Linked DNA regions of Zea mays: region 2 is linked to region 1. A link is a contact called in public Hi-C data. All regions are on one chromosome and are shown on one strand. The core of a region is the stretch at or near the end of the contact, and the rest is flanking DNA. Distances in the headings are between cores, read along the strand shown.

The links. Hi-C and Micro-C count contacts between places; a contact is called where the count stands out from the background.
Region 2: a contact with region 1 is called in a Hi-C map of leaf, with 6 times the contacts expected there. The contact joins the promoter of LOC100282827 here to the promoter of LOC100283062 in region 1. A contact is called at or near these places in 5 of 25 Hi-C or Micro-C datasets (bundle sheath, ear, endosperm and 1 more).

Annotation. Positions count from the first base shown.
Region 1 is chr4:185,181,534-185,189,406 of Zm-B73-REFERENCE-NAM-5.0, forward strand. It overlaps LOC100283062 (phi-1-like phosphate-induced protein), which reads right to left and starts at 4,656. Exons shown (of 1, transcript NM_001155964.2): 1 at 3,470-4,656. The coding sequence starts at 4,563. The coding sequence ends at 3,616. TRNAY-GUA (transfer RNA tyrosine (anticodon GUA)) reads right to left here and starts at 2,133; the gene lies at 2,048-2,133.
Region 2 is chr4:185,322,777-185,330,649 of Zm-B73-REFERENCE-NAM-5.0, forward strand. It overlaps LOC100282827 (cytokinin-O-glucosyltransferase 2), which reads right to left and starts at 2,664. Exons shown (of 2, transcript NM_001155733.1): 1 at 2,020-2,664; 2 at 788-1,887. The coding sequence starts at 2,446. The coding sequence ends at 950.

The DNA of each region.
Region 1 (7,873 bases), core at 3,406-5,905:
TGTTGCAGCACCCTCACAACCTGCGCGCCAGCAGAGTGCCCCACAAAATGCACTGGGTTGTGCTCGTAACAAATAGGATAGTGCCCTGCACCAAATTAGAACAGCCATGTAAGAACTAATGGATAAATAAATTTCTGAAAGGCCATGGCCATGTATTGTGTTCTTTGGAATCTCCTACCTGTGTGATATATTCTCCCAAACCTGTTGTGGCTGCAAGCCTTGCTGTGCTCCTCGCCATAGTCCACCTGCCCACCCTTGAGGTAGTAGAAGAGTTCACGCGCCCTGCATCGCTAGGAACAATAAATTCTCAGCGATCTATATTCAGGGGAACATAATCTTTCTTGTTCATAGACACGGAGAAGATACCAAATCATAATAAAAAACATAATAATCTACTATTAAGGCGATTGAAAAAGTTAAAGCACCAACCTGTCATGGATGCTGGTGAGCGACCCCAAATCCGGCACAAGCACGCGGTCGTCCTTCTTCTTGGCGAAGCCACACTTGTAGACGTCGTTGTTGATGGCGTCGTAGACCAGCTCGTTGGCCTCGTCGATGGAGGCCCGGAGGTGGGCCGGGTAGAGGTCCAGCCCGGGGTTCCTGGTGATGCCGTTGAACTCGTCGTTGAGCATCCGGATGATCTCGGAGCTCTCGTTGTTCACCACCGTCTTCAGCTGCTTGTCCCACGGCACCTGAAACGCATGGAACACTGGAATCAGCTCGGCTGTTGGGCTGTTCTGCACTTCTGCGTACCGAAAAGGAGGAGGGGGAGAATCAGATCCGCTGCTTGTTTGGTGGATTTGGAGTGACGGGATTGGAGGCTCACGGGGACGGTTGGCTTCCCGGCGTAGTTGGAGCGGGCGATCTCGTAGAGCTCCCTCACGCTCCGGGCGCCGTTGAGAAGGTCGGGCTCGGCGCCGGGCTCCTCGTCGTCGGCGGCGGGGAACACCCAGCCCAGATGCTCGTCGCTCTCCTTGGTCCGCTCGAAGATGGGCTTCACGACCTACGGTTCCGATGCAGCGCATCACGGGGAACTGGAATCAATCCACTGCCGAGCGAACCCCCGATCCGGCTTGTCGGCTCGCGATGGCGAGGGCGAGGCTAGGGTTACCGACGTACCGTGACGCCGATGGCGTGGTCGAGGCCCTTGAGCTTGAGGAAGGCGAGGCACCGGGACGCCCAGGGGCACGCGTACGAGACGTAGAGGTGGTACCGCCCCGCCACGGCAGGGAACCGCCTGTCCCTGGAAACGGAGCTCCGGAAGGTGGATGGCGACCGGCCGAAGGCGCCCATGTCGGTGACCTCGTCCAGCGCCGACCGCGCATTCATCTCACGCGCGCGCATGAGTCCATGAACAGAGCAAGCGGCAATCAAGAGTCCATGACGGCAGCATCTCAGTGTCGTGGGAGGGGATGAGGGCAGAGCGACGGCGATGGACTCGAGCGGAAGGGGAGGGGGAACGGGGGCTCTTTGCTCGCGTGGGACGGTTGCGAGATGCGGGCCGGCCGCGGAAGGCAGTGACGGAAGGACGGATAAGATCGTACAACGGAAGAACGGACGGTTGAGATTGCAGGATGGCAGAACGGCAGGCTACCCTTGTAGCCTTAATAAGTAGTAAAGATTAGAAACTAATGTAGTCTCAAAAGTGCACAACTGTGTAAATAGACTCCGACAGACACACGAATTGAACTCTTTCTTTTAAAAGTTGATATTTGACAAGAATGTTACAAGTCCGAAATATACAAATGGGGTCAACCTGAAACATACTACAGAGAGTGGAGGTATGACAATTGGCAACTTTGCTGCTAGTATTTGTGCTATGCTTTCAGTTGGACCCGAGAAAAATGAATATGATTCGAACAATTAACAGTTATTGTGAAAGTGACATTACAACGTTATTAACCACAAAATTCTTCAGTTTAGCAAATGTCAAGTATAGTGCCTCGTATCACATCTTTAGAATTGCGAATGCGATCCTGTCATTTCAACAACCGATAACTCTGGCAATCCGACACAAAGGTCATGTGACAAAAAACTGATTAAAAAATCCGACCTGCCGGATTCGAACCAGCGACCTAAGGATTATTCTGCACAATCTACAGTCCTCCGCTCTACCAACTGAGCTAAGGTCGGTTTTGTTTTATAACATACATAGTATTTATATAAACTATAGTTTACCTAATGATATATATCCAAAGCATAGAAAAGCAGTCACAGACGAAGTGGCCTGAGGAGGCCGTTGGGTTAAGTTTCCTTATTGTTTTGTTCCTTGAAAGTAATTCGTATCTATTTGATTTGATAGACTGACACATGGATTTAAGAAGAGAAACAAGAAAGTTAATTTTATCCGGATGAAATTCCCTTAGCACGATTACCAACTATCTATGATTATCAAACTATAGACTGAAAAACTTTTCATTGAAAGTGAGTATTTTAAGCAATGCTTTATTTCGTTCTGTATGACATATGCAAAAAAAAATTGTTGAAAGCAATGCCATTAAACTTCTCACTAAGACTATATCTTCACTAAAACCAGTCTTATGTGTAATAAGGATGCTAGTACATTATTCTCTTCTCCCATGCCAAAAGGAGTGTATGTGGCGTTTTTCCAAGAATTCGGTTTCAACCAAACTTATATGAAAATGTATTACGGTTTAGGGTAAACATTAGATGGATCATAGAATAAACTATATCTTTTTTTGTAGAAAATCTATTTGGAAAGAAAAGCACTGATATTTTTATCTTACATTTTTATAGGAAATCTATATAAAAAATATAAACATTGGTACTATTTTTTGTATAAAATTACTCAGTAAAACTTAAAATACATTGTTTTAAAAGTATGTGATGTGTCTATTTTCTAGACATAGGGAGTTTTACGTTGTTAGATTCAATGCTATGGTCCTTGTTACTACGAGAGTTCGACTTTACTGGTTGTTCCGTTGTTGTCCCAAAAGATTATAACATTTGCCAATGGTGCTAATCGCGGGTCAAAGGATAAACAGATCGGAGGCTTTCATTGGATTGGATGGTCCACACTGGTCAAACCTTCAGAATTACTTTTCTGGGCTGTTTGGAACTGGGTCACATTGTGGCCCGACGCAACTCTTGGGTGGCCCATGAAGTGTACGCATTTTCCGCTTTGCCTGCCCTCGGATTGCAAGTGTTTTACGTTTTACTGCACGGCTCGGAGCATCTTTCGATCATTCGATGTGCTGTTTTCTGCTGCTCGCACATGGTGACTTGACGGAACATGCTCGCGAATTTCGCACTTACCATGGCCGTATAAGCATATTTTTCTAACCAAGTCTTATTATCTACTATAGGCTTTATACTATCTTTTCTTCCCATCTGCACGAATGTAAAAGCACATGATTCACGTCATAGTCATGATTCATACCAAGCTGGCAAAAACTTTTGGGAAACCGAGTAAATTGCAGGCAGAATCGACATGCATAAGAGTAGTATGTGCGTGAAAATACTTCATTTTCATTGAACAAATGAAATAATGCAACCTGGTCAGTACTACTTTAGCACAAACTTTTAGCCGCGTGGAACACTCTCCACAGCACTACCACCGCCACATCGCAAACACTAATTTACGATCCGCGAAATCTACCCCAAGGTGGCACACGACGACGTGTCCGGATCCACGAGCGCCGGGACCAGGTACTTTCTCCCGTGGGCCCCGTTGGCATTGAAGCTGGCGCCGCTGGCCGGGTCCACCAGCAGCGCCCCCGCGTAGCCGGGGTACGCGCCCTTGCCGTACACGCCGGCGCACGCCGTGGCGGCCTCGAGCGGCGCGTCGGCCGAGCCCTCCTGGTAGAACCCGTTGCCGAACGGGTTGGTGACGGTGCCGACGATCATGGACGCCAGCGAGATCACCATGCCGTCGACCCCGACGTCGGCGTTGGGGGGCGTGAGCGGCGGCGCCTGCGGGCCGTAGACGGGCTGGTGGAACGGCCACGCGCACTGTCCGGGGCACTGCGACGCCGGGTTGCCCACCCACACGTACGCGAACCGGCCGGCGCGGGACCGCGGGGACGCGCCGTGCGTGCCGCAACGGGACGCGCAGAACCCGTCCACGGCCACGTCGGCGGCCGTGAGCACCAGGTTGATGGCGCGGCTCGGTGCCCCCCTGGCGGCGAGCCTGAGGAGGTCCCGCTCCGTGAGCCGCCTGCCGAGGGAGCAGTTCCGGTCGACGGCGTGGGAGCCGAGGCGCAGCGCCGGGAAACGCGCCTTGGAGGTGTCGTAGTACTTGCGCGCCGTCTTGAACCACGTGGACACGGACGGCTCCGGCTGCGACTGCGCCGCCGCCCGCGGGGCCGCGGACAGCGACGAGACGAAGTCGGTGATCACCGCCCGCTGTGGCGCCGTGAAGTCGCCGTACCAGATGAAGTTGACGGCGATGGGGCCCGACAGGAGCGCGGCCTTGTGGTACTTCATGGTGATGGCCGGCTCCTGCACGAGCGCGGTGAGCCTCCGCCTCCCCGCGACGCAGGCCTGGAACATCAGCGCGAACGCCAGCAGCGTCGCCGCTAAAGATGCAGTGGAACAAGCCATTGGTGGCTCTCCAAGACGAAATTTCTATTCGGGGAGTGGGGTGGGGTTCTTGGACGAATAACTTTGAGCTGGTTCCTGGCTTCTTGCTCGGTGTCGAGGATTTGCTATGGATGAGGATGAGCGGGGGTACTTTATTTATAGCCGGCGAAGTGTGTGAGTGAAGTGTGAGGGCTGCGGCGCGGCGCGTGACGTATGACGAGGGGGCACTTTCTGGACCAAAAGCAAGTGCCTGTTGGGTACGGTCAGCTTTTTTTCGTTGGTTTGACTCAAAAACAGTTTTACGGATAGAGCTATAAATATTCGATAAGTATTTTAAGATTTATTTAATTTTACCTCAGAAATTGTGTCTGTGGGAGTAAGTGAAAATAGTTGTTTTCAAAATAAACTGCTTTATTCGAAATAATTTAGTATGAGAAGCTGAAAACAGTTCTTTTTTGTAGAGGTGGAGGGCAAAAGCGATACAAACAGACAGGCTGCCCGAACGGTCACTGACAGCTGGTTTTGCGTACCCTGCCAGCTCCCAGCTGTAGTTGGGTTGCCATTTTACCACTTTACCCCGGCACTTGGTGCAGCCCGGCGGAATGTAGGGGCAAGTTGGGGATTGTGTGGGGGACGGGCAAAGTGGGGACTGCTGGAGTGGGTAAAAAGCACGTTGGCTTCTCGAGGCGCTTGAAATTTTAGGCAGCCGAACGTTGGGAGGGGTGGTGGGCCGGGACCGCCTGTGTGGATTTCGAACGTTGGGTTCACTGGTTTATGGGCCCGTTTTCCACTTACTACAAGCTGTGAACAGAGGAGCAGCAGCAGCAGGCATACCCAGGTACTATCCAACAGTTGGTGTTCACTTTGTCAGTACGATTCACTAATCCAATCACAGGCCTCACCGTCGCCGGTGGCATCAGGGTTAGGCCATTCCTCATCCACGTAACTTGCCAGCCAGGCTGGTGCTGGCCTGCATGCATGGGTATTGCCGTATTGGGGGTTGAAGTGGCTGACAGGTTGGCCTACCTACCAGTCATTACCCCCCGATGGCAGGGAAAATGGAAGCGACTGAGCGAGGAGTCCATGGGTGGATGATCATGTCCTATATCGGAACGTGTGATCCTGGCATCCTGCCATGTTATTTCCCAACACACGGCAAAACTTGGGACGGGAGTTGGGACCCCGTCGATCCCAGATCTCCATGGCCAAGCCAACGCTAGAACAAAGTGGTCCGTCAGATCGTACTACCATCACAGCTACGATCCCAGTAGTAGGCGAGCACCAACTGCATCATCGTCTTTGTATCGTACATAACTGACATATGGATCGCATGCAGCATGCTAGACCGTGAGCTGACAGACGATCACAGTGGGGGTTAGCGAAACCCGTCACTTTTCCCAATCCAATCGGGGAAGACGACGCACTCGCATGATCGGAGCCGATCGGATCGCATGAGATAGAGATCTCTGACGAGGCTCGTCAGCGTACGGCGGTTGGCGTAAAGCGAATGCCCGCATGTCAGCGGACCACAACAAACATGAGGACGTACGCGCCCGCTGTTAGGAATTTAGACATTTTCTTATCTAATTTAATGTAGAAATATAACTAGATAATTGTGATGACAGATATGTGCATGTGTACATAACTACTCGTATCATCACTAAAAAGTAGAATAACATGCACCAAAAAAAAAGTAACAGTGAGGGACCAATGTTTAAAACACTAGTGACTCCATTCAAATAAGATATCTCGTATGTATGTTTGATATAGTTGATCTAGTATCCATGGCAATTGGCACGTTATGGGCGATCGTCGTGTGTTCGCTTGCCTGTGACTGCCATTGCTTGTTAGAGCATGAATAGCTTGGTGGAGGAGGCGTGGGAGCGCGGTGCAAGGATCCAACCACAGCGAGGAGGATGAGAGCAGTACGCACATCAGGCGTGCCAGGAGGAACTCGGCGCGGGGAGTCCCTCTTCCCTGGATGCGATGATGAATGAACTTGACGAGAAACCACGGGAACGAACTCAAACACGCGCGCGCGCGAGAATAGACTGAGAGCGGATACAGACACTGACAGCGTGTACGAGGACGATCTCAAGCAAACGCGATCTCTTGTTCAGGCCTTCAGGGAGGCGTCACTCGATCTCCTCCACCGTTCGATCTTGACTGGAGGGTGGATGACAGAGGTAAAGTTACGACGTGGCTTCAAATTGAAAAGTTACTACTGAATCCGCGTCCGTACTAGTAGAGCACGTATTTGATTCACGACGAACATGAATCGAGCAGTATAAGTAGCTAGTAGTAATGGTTTTTTTCCCCCTTAACAGCCATTACTACGGATGCCGTACCGGCACGGCATCGTCCTAATGTCAAGGACAGTCTAGCAGCAATTTAAGCTGATTTCAGGTACAGAGTAGCTCGCTCTCACTCCAACCATTGGCATGTCTGCTGTCCTCGCCCGACTTACAACCGCTCCAGCAAACACCCAATCCCCAATGCCATGCAATGCCAAAAATGTGCCTGACCGCAGCAAACCTGTCCCTTCGAATAGCTCGGCCGTCAAACCCTGCAACACCCCCACTAACTCGCCTATAGCCTCCTCTGCCCCCCGTTTGGTGCGCATTGGTCGTCCACCCCGTGCCAGTGTTATCACCACCATCCGCCGCAAGAGCTCCAGGCTTGCTGCGAAAGAAGACGGCAATTTTGCCCATGCTTCAATGAAGGCTACTAGACTCAAAGAATTGAAGGAATCACTCCACGGTTGCTCTGCTGCTGTTAAACAGGAAGTTCAGAAAAAAGGGCTGCTCAGTCGATCCATTGCGCCGATCCCGATCCCTGCGCTGCGCAAACTAGTCCGTGCAGCAGGCCTGGGATGTTCTACTGCCAATACTGTTGGCGTGGTGCCGCTCGCCAAAGAATGATGAACAACAGCTGTGGTGTTCAAGGTGCAGTGAGCTGGTCGGTCTGCACCCCGTGGCTATCTTGGGTCTGTGTCCTAGTTACTTATTCTGCTCTATCTAGTTCTGTTCTCATCAGTCTAGTCTATGGTCTGGTCCACCTCTATTCCCTCTCTAGCCTTGTGTTCATGGTGTTTGTTAGTCCCCCCTATGTGTAATCTCAAGAATCTCGTTGTAATGTCGTGGAATGTTCGTGGTCTTGGCGACTCGGAAAAATGTAATCTTGTTCGTGAATCCATTGCGTCTATTGCCCCAAATGTAGCTTGCATCCAGGAATCCAAACTCCACGATATCACAACTTTTAAAGCACACTCTTTCCTCCCCACACGCCTTGCTGTCAAATTCATGCACATCCCTGCTGCTGGGACGCGAGG
Region 2 (7,873 bases), core at 1,414-3,913, 140 kb after region 1:
CTCATCGGCCGTCAGACTTTCAACAGCCGGCTTCAGGATATTGTCCGGGGAGATATCGGTGTGATCTTTAGAACCGGCCATTTGAGGGCCTGATTTTTAGTAGATCTAAACACCTTCCCCAGCGGAGTCGCCAAAAGTATGTTGACACCTTTTTCGGGTGCCAAACACTCAACAAGAACCGGCGGCGGTGCTCTCTGCACAGGCGCGGACGGTCCGCGACCAGGGACCGGACGGTCCGCGACCTGGAGCAGGGGCAAAGGTTCCCTGCCTGACGGCCGGACGGTCCGCGCCTACAGGCCGGACGGTCCGCGCGTGCGCATGGGATGGCGAAGGTCACCGGCGGCGCCTGGATCTCGCTCCCGGGAGGGACCCCGTCGGGGAGGAGAGATCCTAGGTGTTGTCTAGGCTCGGCAGGCCGACCTAGACTCCTCTAATCGACGTAGAGTCGAAGAGAGACGGAGAATTTGGAGATTGAGAGGCTAAACTAGAACTAGACTAGAACTATTCCTAATGCGTAAGGTAAAAACGAGAAATAGACTTGATTTGTTCGATTGATGGGGGTTCAATCGGCCGTAGCCCTTCATCTATATAAAGGGAAGGTCTGGATCCGCTTCCAACTGATTTCCGAGTTAATCCCGTGGTTTTAGGTAACCAATCCCGCGAGAAACTAGGAACCCTAACTGATTCTGCGCACGCGCGGACCGTCCGCACCACCACCGCGGACAGTCCGGACCGCGGACCGGCGAGACACATTTGGTGTCCACAATAATCCATGCAAGCACAACAGTTTGTTTCAGACTTGCCCATCATCAATTGGACGCTCGTATGCATGTATTTTTATTGTTTACACAACGACACTGACCTGTCCATCTCCCTCCAAAACAAAGGAACAAAATCACACGGCACTGGCAGAAGCACCGTGCAAACTGCAAATATAGAGCTAAGTTGCCTAGTTCTTTGGCAGGAGCACATTGCGAACCAGGTCATCGAAATTCCGGTGAGACGTGCCTCCGGGCTTGGCCACCTCGATGGCCTTGTCCCTCCATTCCAGTGCCCTTCTCCTCATCTCCTTCCCCTGCTCCCCCTCCATGAGCTCAGCGATGAGGCTCGCCACGGCGTCGCGCCGGACGTTGCTGTCGATCTCCATCCCGACGCCCCACTCGTTGCACTGGTAGCGGCAGTTGGTCTGCTGGTCGGCGAAGAAGGGCCAGCTGATGACCGGGACGCCGCCGCACATGGCCTCCAGCGTGGAGTTCCATCCGCTGTGCGTGAGGAACGCGGCCACGGCCGGGTGGTCCAGCACCGCCTGCTGCGGGCACCAGGTGGCCATGAGCCCGCGGCCGGCCGTCTCGGACAGGAACTCCGGCGGCAGCACGGCGGTGTCGCCCCTGACGAGGTCGCGCCGGATGATCCACAGGAACGGCCTGCCGCTGTTGGCCAGCCCCCACGCGAACTCCACCAGCTGCTCGCTGGTCATCACGGTGATGCTGCCGAAGTTGACGTAGACGACGGAGCCGGGGTCCCTGCCGTCGAGCCACCGCAGGCACTCCTCCTCCTCCTTCCACAGGCTGAGGCTGATGGCGGAGCGCGGGGTGGGCGGGTCCTCGCGCGCCAGCAGCGGGAGCGGGCCCAGCGTGTACACCTTGCGCGCCAGGCCGAGCGAGCGCATGGCCGCCACCGCCTCGCCCTCCAGCTCGTCGAAGGTGTTGAGGATCACGGCCGACGCGCCCGCCGTGCGCCCCGTCTCCTGGAGGACGTAGCCCACCATGTACTCGTCCGGGTCCGTGGAGCGGATGAAGCTCGGGAAGTCCCGGAACCTCATGTTCCGCAGCCCCGGCACGTCCTCCACCGCCGTGTCAAGGAATCCGTTCGTCAGCTGCTCCACACCTGCGCATGTAAACGACGAGTTGAGATTATCAGAATTCAGACATGGCATGGCAGAGTAGGCGGCGCGCGCACTACTAGCTAAATTTCCCCACGTCGCTGGTGTCATCATTAAAAAAAAGCACACGAACTAACTTTTGAGCGGAGCGAGGCCACGGCTCTTGAGGAGGTGGTAGTGGCGGTAGCCGAGGAAGCTGATGGTGCTGGCAGTCCAGAGCTGGACGTAGGGAAGGCCGAGCTCCTTGGTGGCGTCGATGGAGAAGCCCATGACGACGTCGGAGACGACGCAGGTGACGGGCGGGTCGCTGAGGTCCGCGAGCAGGCGGCGGAAGGGCCCGAGGCAGGTCTCCGTGGTGGACTTGCACAGCGAGGGGATGTCCTGCGTGACGTCGTCGTCCTCCGACGGCGGCAGGCCGTCGGGGATGGTGGCGAAGCGGAAGCCCGGGAGGCCGGCCACGGCCGCCGCCCCGCGGGTCCGGACGAGGCGCGCCTGGTTGTACTCGGTGTTGACGAAGGTGACGTGGAAGCCCCGGGCGTGCAGCAGCTTCGCCACGTTGAGCATCGGGGTGATGTGGCCCTGCGCTGGGTACGGCAGGCACACGGCGTGCGGTTGCTGCGGCTGCTGCTGCGCGGCGCTGCCGAGAGAACCCATGGTGGTGATCGAAGATCTGCGTGTGCTGTGTGTGTGGCCTGCCGCCTCTGGGTGCTGCTGCCTGCTGCGTTACACGGCGAGCAGCTCTGTGTTCGCTTCAGCTGGTCGTCTCTGTGACTTTGATGGATGGAGGTTGGTCAGCATGGCCGGGGCTATTTATAGGCGTCGTTCGGATTTTTGCAATAAACCATGTGGTGATGGTGGTTAGGGATGGCAATTGGACCCGTGGGTATGGATACCCACGGGTTTCGTACCCGATGAACATGGATATGGGTTGAAAAACTTACCCGTGGATTCTGTCGGGTCGGGTACCCGAAATACATCGGGTAGGGTACGGATAGTATATTTTACCCATGGGTATCCATTAGATACCCGAAATATTAATTCACAATTTCACATGTTGTGTTTTCGGCCTATGAACCAAAGCAAAAAAAAAGCCCAAAGGCCACCAAGCACGGAAGCACCCAACCCAAGCGCCGTGTGGCCCGTGTAACTGTTGGCTGCTGCTAATTCCTATTCTCCTAACCGGCTAACCCTGAGAGGCCGTGAGACATGCGTCCCTACCCCTGGCATCCCGACGTCGCCGCCCCAGCGACCCAGCCGGCTAGCCCCCAGCCCCCACTCCCCCAGGTCGCCAGGTCCCTACTCGGCTACTCTAGATGTGTGAGCCGCCGCCCGTTGAACCTTGCATCCGTGGCAGACACCCGCCTAGCATCCGCGCCGCCGGCGCTAGCCCTCGACGGACGATGACCAGCATCAGCCGCCGCCCCAAGTCGACCAGCCTCTACGGCGCCACGAGCCCACAACGTCCGCCAGCAGCAACGACGTACGCCAGCAGCTAGTCAGCCACGATGTTGCTTTGCTTATGAACTGTACTATGATTTGTAAATTGGTGATGTTGCTTTGCTTATCAAATTCACATGTTGTGATATTGTTCATTAACTCCTATCTGTCATAAATTGTGTTGCTCATTAATTTACATGGAAATTTATATTTTACAGCAGCATATCCACCGGATACCCGATACCCGACGGGTACCCGGTGGACACGGGTACGGGTCCATTTTTTTACCCGATTGGCTTGGTGGGTATGGATATTTGTATAAGGGTCGAGTATGATATCGGGTCGGGTATTATTATACCCGAACACAACCGACCCGCTGCCATCCCTAATGGTGGTGGCCCTGGCAAATCAGGTGGGAGCACGCGAACGCGATAGCGTCTTGCAATTTGGTTAAGTGCTCCATCGTCGGCGGAGGCTGCTCACCGTAGCAGCCTCTGCCTCTGGTCAGCGGAAAAGCGACTGCCGGTGCCGGGGTGTGATCTTTTGCGCACCAGCGTGATGTCGGTACGCTCGGCCTCGGCGACGCGATCTGGATTCTGGCATGCGTGCTGCGTGCGACCCGCGTGGAACGGCAGGTACGTCCTACACACGCGCCTGGCTAGTCATGCTGCGCTGAGCCTGTACGTCCTACACACGCGCCTGGCGCGGTCGGCGCACGCTACCATATTAGGTACGGGGTGTGTTCCTACTGACATAAAATAATCCAAACTTGTATTGGATATATAGATGGCTAATAAGCACGAGGCCCGTGAGCCTGGCACGAAGCCCGCTGTTTGGGTTCGGTCTGAGCCTGGCACGATCCGGTTCTATGCGGGCCCAGGCCGACCCGGCACGAATAAGCGGACCGGGCTCGGACAAGAAACTAGGTACGGTGATCTAGCCCGGCACGGCCCGTTTACCTCTAAGCTCGTTGAGCCCGCTTTTTTGCACTAAAACATGCTTTTCGGCCCGCTTAGCCCGCTTTCGGCCCGCTTTTTTCGTGCTAAATGGCCCGTTTAGGCCCGCTGCGGGACGGGCTCGGACAAGGAATCGAGCCCGCGGGCTTAGAAGGCCAAGCCCGGTTTCCTAACCGTGCCTAGCGGGCCGGGCCCGGATCGGGCCGGGCGGCCCGTTTGACCATCTCTAATTGGATGCCTGCGACAGTTGCTGCTGTTGCTGCTGAAATTAACGGGTTTTGAATTCCCTACGACTAAAGTTAGCCGCTAAAATTAGTTGAAAACATTCAAACAGTTTATCTAATAATTTAAATGTTAGCTATTTTTAGTAAATTAGTTAATAGTGAGCTAGCGGTTTGTTAGCTTTTAAATTTTACTATTAATTTTTTAGCCAATTAACTATTATTTATAGTACATTCATACACCCCCTAACTGGTCATGGATGATACTACCATTTCAATAGCGCAATTCTAGAATGATGGTGAGTAAAAAAAATGTAATTTTGAGTCAATTTATACGAAGATGATACTAATTTTTTTGAATAGATGTTATTATATTTATCATAAAATATATTGGTATAATATATCTATTTAGAATTATATATGTTGATAATATTTACTATAAACTTAATCAATGTTAAGTTGTTAACATAGCTTTACTTCAGTGAATTCACTACAGGAAACTGGGAAAAAAACGTTGGGTGGGCTAGGTTAAGAACGTCGGATTGTATATGTTCATAATATTGCTATTAAAACATGCATCGCCTAAAACTTCACATGATGTTTTCGTACAGTTAGATTGCAATCTAGATGAATGATTTTTAGAAATTTGAAGGTAAATTTTGAGTTAATGCATTAAAATGTGCGTCTGACCTCTATTCTGAATGAGTGGAAGACCGCCAAACAGATGTGGTGATATTATGTTTGGTGAATTGTATGAACAGATACAATAATTATGTATATGTGAATACAATGATTCTGAAAGTATTTGCTTGTTTGCGTAAATATATATATAGAGAGAATATTTATCGAAGAATACCATGTAGGCAACCGATGCATTGCATCCACTGTTTGGATGACCTGGGAGGTCCATTTTTAATGTATCCCATGGGTCAATATGAGAAAATATTATTTTCGCTCATGACAACCAAATAGAGTTTTTATTATTAGACTATGAGTTATTAGGGTTCGATGGTACTTGATCGACTACTGTAATCCTATGTCGTAGTCATTTTTTTTCAAAAAATGAATTTATAATAATAAGGCTTATGATCAAGAGTTTGAATGTTGAATTAATCATAAGTGTCAAATGTGGAAGTATCTAAGTGGTTGTGTGATGCACTATGTATGGTTACGAAGATCCCCACTTTTTTTACTAAATCGTGCTTGCAGACACTCCTAGCTCGCTTTTCGGCCCGCTTTTTCCGTGCTTACCGAGTCAGCCCGGCCTGTTTAGGCTTGCCTGCAGGCTTGGACAGGAAAACGAACCCGCGGGCTTGGAAGACCCGACTCGATTTTCTAACCGTGCCGGACGAGCCGAGCCTAAATCGGGATGGGCTTGACCAGGTCCGGGCAGGTCATCTCTGATTTCAACCTAGTTAGTGAAAGAGCAAATACTCTAAGCACTGATCATCACAACTGCTGCAGCACCGAAAAGGGTTTGCCAAACCTTACTTGTTCACTACAACAACGACTAACTCTAATGAAGGTATGAACAGCAGCACGTGCTAGTTTTATCTATGTTCTTGTGTCCTAACTAGAGCATAATGATCTTACAAAAATGACGTATTAGATCCACCAGCAAGCAAGAATGGCGCGAAGATGAACTTAACCAAACAAAACCTAGTATTGCACTCAACTAGCTCTCTTCCATTCTGAAAAGGGAAAAAGAAATTGAACGGTTGTGTTCGACAGTCCAACGAAGAGAGCGTAGCAAGCCAAACTCTCGCGCTCCAGCAGAGAGTATTCGCAGGACAAGCAATGGCAGCTACGACACTAATTATCTTATTATTACGTCGTTCCCACGCAACCGAAAAAAGTTGAGTCTTGATCAAATGATCAGTACCCCCCCCCCCCCCCCCCCCCCCTGCCCCCTGCCCTGCTCCTTTAATCCTAAAATAGATAACTTTATAGAATTCAAATGTTTAAATTTTGTTCTAAAGTACTTAACTTTCTCAAGGTTCAAAAATACTTGTATTAGAGGGGGAGGGGGAGTTGTCAGGCCAAAACTATCAGCGAATTGGCAGGCACCGCAGTAGCAGTGCGGTTATCGTCTCGTCTACTCCTGACGTCTTTGCCGTGGAACTAGAATAGTACAGTAGTATACGTTTATACTCCTCGCACTTTGTCCTCCGGAATCTATTGACCGGCACGTACTTCATGTTAGATCTTTTGCATGTATACAGCGTGTCAACGTTTGTGAAAGCGGTCTTACCCAAAATCAGTTTTTCGACATTAATGCATTTTATTTAGTCTGCTAAATCTTGTGCATATCTCTTCGCATAATAAGTAGGACAATCCACCAAACGCGCAATACTTTGTGAGGGCGGACAATAATTGCAGTCCTCACCTTCAAAGGTGATGAGGTAGTTACCGAGTCACGCTCCATTTCGACCATAGTAATTGAATCCACCCCGGTTTTTTTTTAGAAAAAATGGTTTCTAGATTTGGTTTATACAAACTAGTTTTTTTTTAAAAAAAAAAACTAGATGAGCAGCTTTTTTGGTTTTTAACAAACTGATAAACCAGCTTTTAGAAACTGAATAAAAAATGACATGTCGGGAGACATTCTAGTTTTTTAAAACCAGTTTTAAAAAAATAGTTGGATCTAAATAGACCCTAAGCCTATTTTCAGCGGATTACTCATTCTTATATTCATATTCAAACTCCACTATATGTACAAACTAATGTTTTGAATAACTATATAATTAAACCGCTAGACACTGCCTGAGACTAACTCCAACAAACTATATGTATTAACGTATAAAATATTGTTTTATATTATAAACTGTTCTTTTTATCTAAAGTAGAGTTTGAAATATGAGTTAAGTACGAGTACGCAAAAGACAGTCTAATAAACTGCTTACTCCGGTTCACGTGCCATATAATAAACTCAATCCGCTAGATTCTACCGTTGACTCGTCGGTCACCTCAGACGTGGCTTGATGGAGTTTGTACACCTTCGGCATCATAGGGCCTGTTTGTTTCGGCTTCTGACAGCTTCTGGCCACCAAAAGCTGCTGCGGACTGCCAAACGCTCAGCTTTTCAGTCAGCTTCTATAAAATTCGTTGGGGGCATAACCATCCAAAATCAACATAAACACATAATCGGTTGAGTCGTTGTAATAGTAGGAATCCGTCACTTTCTAGATCCTAAGCCCTATGAACAACTTTATTTTCCTCCACACGTAATCGTAATGATACTCAGATTCTTTTCACAGCCAGATTCTCCCCACAGCCAGATTTTCAGAAAAGCTGGTCAGAAAAAAGCTGAACCAAACAGACTCATAGTCTTCCGTGTTCCAACAACCATTGCACAGTACTCTGTTTTGTCTGTCTAG